2 separate regions of the Macaca mulatta genome follow, and region 2 is linked to region 1. The links are chromatin contacts, called in public Hi-C maps. All regions are on one chromosome and are shown on one strand. Each heading gives the region's core, a stretch centred on a gene start, on an enhancer-like site or on the middle of the called end of the contact. The rest is flanking DNA. Distances are from core to core; before and after follow the strand shown.

Evidence for each region. Hi-C and Micro-C count contacts between places; a contact is called where the count stands out from the background.
Region 2: a Hi-C map of fetal cortical plate shows a contact between it and region 1, with 1.7 times the contacts expected there. The contact joins the promoter of FGFR2 here to the enhancer-like site in region 1. A contact is called at or near these places in 3 of 14 Hi-C or Micro-C datasets (fetal cortex germinal zone, fetal cortical plate and liver).

Annotation. Positions count from the first base shown.
Region 1 is chr9:133,178,333-133,181,756 of T2T-MMU8v2.0, reverse strand. No RefSeq gene overlaps it. Among named protein-coding and RNA genes, the nearest start is that of WDR11, 220 kb to the right of the region's middle. Within about 2 kb of position 1,771, at least 7 of the 40 cell types and tissues checked have an H3K27ac peak or open chromatin away from gene starts, as enhancers often do. A contact at or near this core is called in fetal cortex germinal zone and fetal cortical plate, where this site is marked.
Region 2 is chr9:133,687,866-133,691,289 of T2T-MMU8v2.0, reverse strand. It overlaps FGFR2 (fibroblast growth factor receptor 2), which reads left to right and starts at 1,545. Exons shown (of 16, transcript XM_077947657.1): 1 at 1,545-2,027.

The DNA.
Region 1 (3,424 bases), core at 522-3,021:
AACAGCTGTGTGAGGGTCAGTTTCTTAACCTCTCTGGGTCTTAGTTTTCTCATTTGTAAAATGAAGTTGGCAGCAATAGGGTCTACTTTTCAGGGTCAATGTGAGGAATAGATGAAGCAAATCCTATAAAGTGCTTAGGATAGTGGCCAGCCTGTGCATAATAAGTCCTCAGTACGTGCCAGTGGCTGTTACTGTTCTTGCCCTGTAGGCATCATAACCCCAGACCTGGAGAGGCTCCTCCCCAACATCTCACTAAAGGAAGCCACATTGCACTAGCTGCATGGAGAGCATCTTCTGAAGACTTTCCACTAAGAAGTCTTGAATTCTTCCTAAGTGCCAGGCACTTTCTGCTGAACCTGCTGTCTGCACCTGTCATTGAATCGCCCACAGTCTTGTGAGATGGGCACTGTTTTTGCCCTGTTGTTGATGAGAAACCCAAAGCTTGGGCAATTTTAGGAACTTGCCCAAGGCCACACAGCCAGTAAACAGGAGAGCCAGGACTAAAACCCCGGGATCTGATTCCTCTCTATTTTTGTTTGCTTGTTGTATTTGTTTTCTTTTGCTTCATTTTTTCAGATCCAGGACACAGGCACCAGTAGAGAACAGCGGATGCTGCTTAACATGAGATGCCAAAATGCAACATGGGAACAACCTGGCAGCCACAGAGGGGCATGCAATTCGGATGGGCAAGAGCCTGCATACACCCCCCAGGGGTACCAGGAACCACTCCAGTAGGCCTGAGTCCAGTGGCCGGATGAAGGCCACAGCCACAATGGGCTGGGCTGGGGGACTTCTTTTTTCAGTGCAATTTACCAAACTCTTCCTCCTGCAGATTCTGGCATGGACACCCTGCTTCCTTGTGAACCAACAGCCCTCTTAACCTCTCTGCAATTTAGAATCTTCCTCTACCAAATGGGAATGTTACTTCCTGGCATAGTGTTTTACGCCATCCAGAATTTAACAAGATGCTGAATGTCTGCCGCATGTTTTTGTAATGTACATGTAGTATACGTTCTGTGCCATATAGCACTATAAGGACTGCAAATACAATGACAGGGGAAGGCTACATTCTTACCATCTTAGCTGAACAGACTTTGTACTGTGTCACCAGAGAAACTTGAGAAGAGATAGGAAACGCTCATTTTTTTTTTAGTAGAAATAATGATTGTGCTCTGCTTGTAAGTGACAGAGCTCAGATTTAGCCCAGATCTGAGCTAAATCTGCGGAGGAGCCCCTAGAAGACACCACTACACCCCATGATCCCACGGGGCTCTGGATATTTACAAAAAGAAATAGTAAAGGTGATTGGATGGCTTGGTGCTTGCCCATCCTTTTCACCCTTGAATTGCCTTGGCTTAGCAAGGTGCTTGGTGCACAGTAGCCATGAAGAGGATCTGTAAAATGGTACTGAAGCATGAGACACCTCAGCTTGCCCATTGTTCTGTGCCCTCTGCCCTCCAACCAGGACTCACACCCCCGGAGTGGTTCCTGGGACTCCCCGAGGAGAGAGTTGTCAGGTTCCTTCTGCTCACCTGACCTGCACACCCGAACCGCACACCCATCTTTGGCGGCCAAGATCGTGGTGACCCGGGAATCCTCCTGCTTATAGCGGCAGCACCTTTGGAAAGTACTACAGAAAGGCATCTCTCTCCCTGGCTCAGCCCTGGGGCTGGGCTCATTTTCCAGCTCTCCCTGCCAACGGGCTGACTCTATGGTTGATTAGGGTAATGAGGCTTATGCAGGCTTCCTCTGTCCCTCCCCATGTCCTTGGCTCTGAAAGTTAGCCCTCTGTCTATCAATACTGTCTGGCACCAGAAGAAAGCCCCTCTCCCTTCCTGTACCCAGCATCTGGTTGCCTGGAAACAAGGGCAGAAGCCTAGAGCATCTTGGTTTTCTTTTTTATTCCCCCCTACCAGGTCCCCAAAGCAAGCAGTATTTGTTTTAAGCAGAGCCTTTGCACCACGGAGGCTTGCCTTAACCTTGGCCAGAATGATTTCATCAACCTGCGTAAATGTGATGCAGAGAGACAGGGACAGCCACTCCAGGCTCAGTGTCATTTGGTTATCAGTGTGCAAAGTCGTAATTAACAGTGAACGCTGAAGATGGATTGTTTCAGAGGGAGCCAGGACTAGAATGAACTTGTGTGTGCGTGAGCGTGCCTGTGTATGCATGTGTGTGTGCCCAAGCACATGTGTTAAAATTGGCAGCTTTGTGAGTTGCAGCTTGCTGTAGCCACGTGCAGAAAGGATGAGAGATTTTTCTTTTTCAAAAAGAACAAAGGCCTGTCTTGAAAATAAATGTCCTTCTGACTTTGCTTGACGAAAGCCACACAATTCAGGGTAAAAGTGCTAAGACTTCGCTTGGCTTATTCCCTATTGTGCCTCAACAGGAATGGTGATCATCTTCAGACAGACCATAGGAGAAGCAAGGATTTTAAAAGTCACAGATAGGGAGGGAACTCCTCACCCCCGCCCCCATCCTTTGGTTTAACACTGAGAGGGTCAGCCAGATTTAGACCCAAACCTGGCACCTGTTGCCTCTAATGTGTCCTGGCTCATGCCACCTAGCTGTTGTATGTTCCCAGACTGAGAGGCATTACATTTGCGGTGCATAGGATTGGATTTTCTCTCTTGTCAAGGTTCCCCAAATATGGAATCTTCTGAGAAGCTGTCAAATCAGGCCTCATAGAGAAAGTCACTTCCTAGGGTTTGTGAGCTACACATCCAGCCCTTCACTGCACGTTGGCACCATAAGTGATCCTCATTGTAAGGATGAGGATAGAGAGGCACTGAGTGGGTGAGCATCTTGCCTGAGGCTGCACAGCTGGTGAACAGTGGAACTAAAAACCTTAATTACATAGCTTACTCAGAAATCATTCTAAAAAATACTTTATCTGACTTCCTGCGCCTAAAGATCTTTCCAGGAGATACTGACTTTTAGAGCTAACAGTCTCTTGGAAAATTCTTATCACTCAGTGAATGGATTGCAATGGAGCTAATAATAGAGTGGTATGCAGCATATCTGAAAAGATCTATTTGCTATGTCTTCTTGGTAGAGTTTTCTAAGAAGTACTTTGATGCACTTCTTATCAAGAAGTTGAAGTGCGGAATATTTTCTATATGGCTGAATCCTTGTTCCACATTCCATGACTTCCCTGGACCTCCTTTGCCTCTCTTTGTGCTTCTGGGAGTCTTGTGTGTTTAGTGGCATTTTCTTCAACAGTGGTTTTTCTCCTTGCCTGAGGATGCTTCAGAGGAAAAGCAACTTGAAGAGAAGGATTTGTATGTTTTCCTCTCATCAATGGAGGCAGAGTGGTTAAGCAGCAAGCAGCTAATATTCAGCCTTAGAACTCACACAGTGAGTTCACATCCTGGCTCTGCCACTTTCTTGCCTATATAACTTGGAGTACATTGATCACCCACAT
Region 2 (3,424 bases), core at 296-2,795, 510 kb before region 1:
GTGAATGGCTAAGCGTCACCTGGGCTGAGGTGTCTGTTAATGTACAGGCTCTGGGCTAATCCAGGTTAGAGGACTTGACCAAAAACATACCCTCCTACCAAGCATATAGAGGGATAATTTTACTTAAGAACCAGTTTTTATTTTGTTGCTATCAAACTTCCAAAATATAATGTTATAGCCTTTTGCCTGAGACAGTTAAATGGATTTCTTACTTGTATGGCTTTTAAGTAACTTGTATAAACGTTTTCTGTGCTATATTGTGAATAAAAATGATTTTCTAATCATGTGGTACCTTGAAAAATATTTTTGTAAATGTTATGAAGTGTGCAATGTTAGTGACACAGGTGCAAATACGTTTCTAAATGCAGGAAAAGTCTGTTTTCCAAGTCAGGTTTGTTCTCAATGCTTCATCTATCTTTAGGCCTCAAAAGGATTCTAAAGCATTTCTGGGTTTAGTGACCTTTTCTAAAGAAAAATAATTAAGGTTTTAATCTATATGTCTTGAACTTAAGCACAACTGCTCAGGAGCTGGATGAATAAGGAGGGAGAAAAAGCATATTTAAAATAAATTATTCTGAAGACATGGCTTAGTGAAAAGGTGAATGGAAATAGGAACTTTAACCAGTTACAGCTTGGCGTGCAGTTGAAGAATCAGATTTTGCATTTATGATTTTGAATCTAAGATTCAGAGGGAGGAATTACTTTGTTCAAGGTCCAGCTATTTATGGTAGAGTCTTTAGACTCCTTTGAATTTCGTTTTATTAATCCAAACATATATACTAAACACTTTTTTTTTTGGATGCAATTTTTGACTTTTTCTGAGAGAGCCACATTCAAGGTCAGGCTCTCCTAGTAGCCAGCTGTGTGATCCTAGGCAAATTACTTAACCTCTCTGATCCTTAGTTTCCTTATCAGAAACTGGGAATAGTACTCTGCAGGGTGGTTGGGGAGACGAAATAGAATCACCTATGTAGTGTGACCCTCACATACTAGGTCCTCCATTAATATTCAGTTTTTTCCTCTCATTTCTATTGTTTAGAAGGACAGAAAAATGCAATGTCCTGCGAACATTTCCAAGTTGCTTTCTCTCCTCCAAAAGCTTCAGTTGCCTGACAACCCTCCCCGCAGTACCAAGAAGGCGCATTTTAAAGTCTCTTTACGGGGAGGGCAGGGTTAGAGCCTTTGGTCACTTGTTTTCTAACTTGACATAAAACAACGTAACGCAGCCGCTCAGCGAGCCGCTGGCCAGCCTCGCTCGCCCGGGGAGGAGGGAGGAGGTGGCGCGGGGCGCGGGACCAGGCCTTATTCGGAGGCTGTCGCTGCATCCCTACGGCCGGATCGCGGCCGGGCCCTCGCCTCCCCGGCCGGTGTCTCCGGCAGCTCGGAGGCGTCGGGAGCCGCGCGGGGCTCGGGGCGGCCCGGGCGCGCGGCGCTGATTGGCAGAGAGGGCGCCGCCGTCCAGGAAACGGCTCGGGTTTCAGCGGGGGCGTGACCCGCCGCGAGGAGGCGGAGGCGGCGGCGGCGGCGCGGGCGGCGGCGGCAGGAGAGCGCGGTGGAGAGCCGAGCGGGCGGGCGGCGGGTGCGGAGCGGGCGAGCGAGCGCGCGCGGCCGCCACAAAGCTCGGGCGCCGCGGGGCTGCATGCGGCGTACCTGGCCCGGCGCGGCGACTGCTCTCCGGGCTGGCGGGGGCCGGCCGCGAGCCCCGGGGGCCCCGAGGCCGCAGCTTGCCTGCGCGCTCTGAGCCTTCGCAACTCGAGAGCAAAGTTTGGTGGAGGCGACGCCAAGCCTGAGTCCTTTCTTTCTCTCCTTCCCCAAATCCGAGGGCAGCCCGCGGGCGTCATGCCCGCGCTCCTCCGCAGCCTGGGGTGCGCTTGAAGCCCGGGAGCCTTGGCGCCGGCGAAGACCCAAGGACCACTCTTCTGCGTTTTGGAGTTGCTGCCCTCAACCCCGGGCTCGTCGCTTTCTCCATCCCGACCCACGCGGGGCGCGGGGATAACACAGATCGCGGAGGAGCGTTGCCATTCAAGGTAATCGCCGCGCAAGACGCCTCGGGGAGCTTCCCCAGTCGGGGACGTGGACGCCAGGGGAGCCCGGGACGCCGGGTGCACAGTCCTCTGGGCGGGGGGCGCGGAAGGACTGGCATTGTGGAGGGCCCTCCGTGTCCTCTCTCTGTGGCTGCATAGGTGATGGGGGAGGTGGGTGCCTGCTGACGGCCGGTGTTCGGGAAGTTCTGCCTCTGCCACCCCCATCCAGATGCTGACATCTGCCTCTGGCGTTGACGCCCCCCTCCCTGTCAAACCCTGGCGGGCGCATTCCCGCTGACTGGGCACGTTTCTCCGACCCCAGAGCAGACTGGCCGAAGGTTCGCCTGCCCGTGGCACAGCCCCGCAGGCCGGGTCCCAGGGGGCATCTCTGAGGTGCTCCATCCGTGGGTCCTGGGAACTTCCGTCCCATCCAGGCCCCACGGAGACTCGTTTTTCGGGAGGGGGCCGCTGGGGTGGGGCCGGTGACATCCCGTAGGGGTGGCGATGGTCAAGGGTGGCACTGTTGGGGAGGCGACGGCTCCAGTGCCCGGTTTTCGGTGCCGGGGCGCCCCTCGCCCACAGCCGCCGTCGGCGCTGGAGGGAGCGCAGCGCGCCTGGGGCTAGGGGGCGAACTGGACCGACTTTTTCTAGTTCGTCTGCTTGCTCTGCCGCAGCGGCTGGGAGATGTCGAAAGCGCAGGCGAGTTCTAACTTGCGCGCTCATTCTTGCTCATTCTTTCGGCGACGGGGCCGCGCTGGGGAAATCAGCCGAGGGCCCTGCGTGGCGCTGGCTCCGACCCTCGCGGACCGCGAACCTGGCGCAGGAGGCCGGCCCGGGGGCACCAGCCTCCGTCGCTCTCCTCGCACCCCATTCCCTTGCAGATCGTTCTCCAGACCCTCCTTCTTTTCGCCCAATACAATAAAACCTACCCTTAAAGGCAAACCTGCTTTCAAACTCAGGGCACCCATTATGTGTTTGGTGTGAAACGCTATCAACATTTAAAACTCCATTGTCCCCCTGGTCCCAAATCCCTGTAAATCTTCCACCGGGCTCGACTCATTTTCATCTGAAAAGCCTGTTTAGTTTGAATAGAAAAGCAATCAGGCGCCCCTCTCCCTTTCCCTGGAATGTCAATTAAAATGCAGATTTCTCTGAGCTCTTTAGCGCCCCGAGAAGGGGGAGAAAAACAGGATATTTCAGGCAAACAAATGAAAGAAGTGCTGCCCTGAAAGGGGGTGGTGGTGAGGAGCACCCCCAAGCTGCTCGCAAGTTCTGATTGGACGCAAGCATTAAACTGGGAGGGCATTGTGGTCCTGAGTCAGTGTGTGTGTTTTGAGATTTCAATTTGTTGAGGAATTTCCCGCCCAGACTTGACCCCTTGACAGCTCCCGCTCCTACTC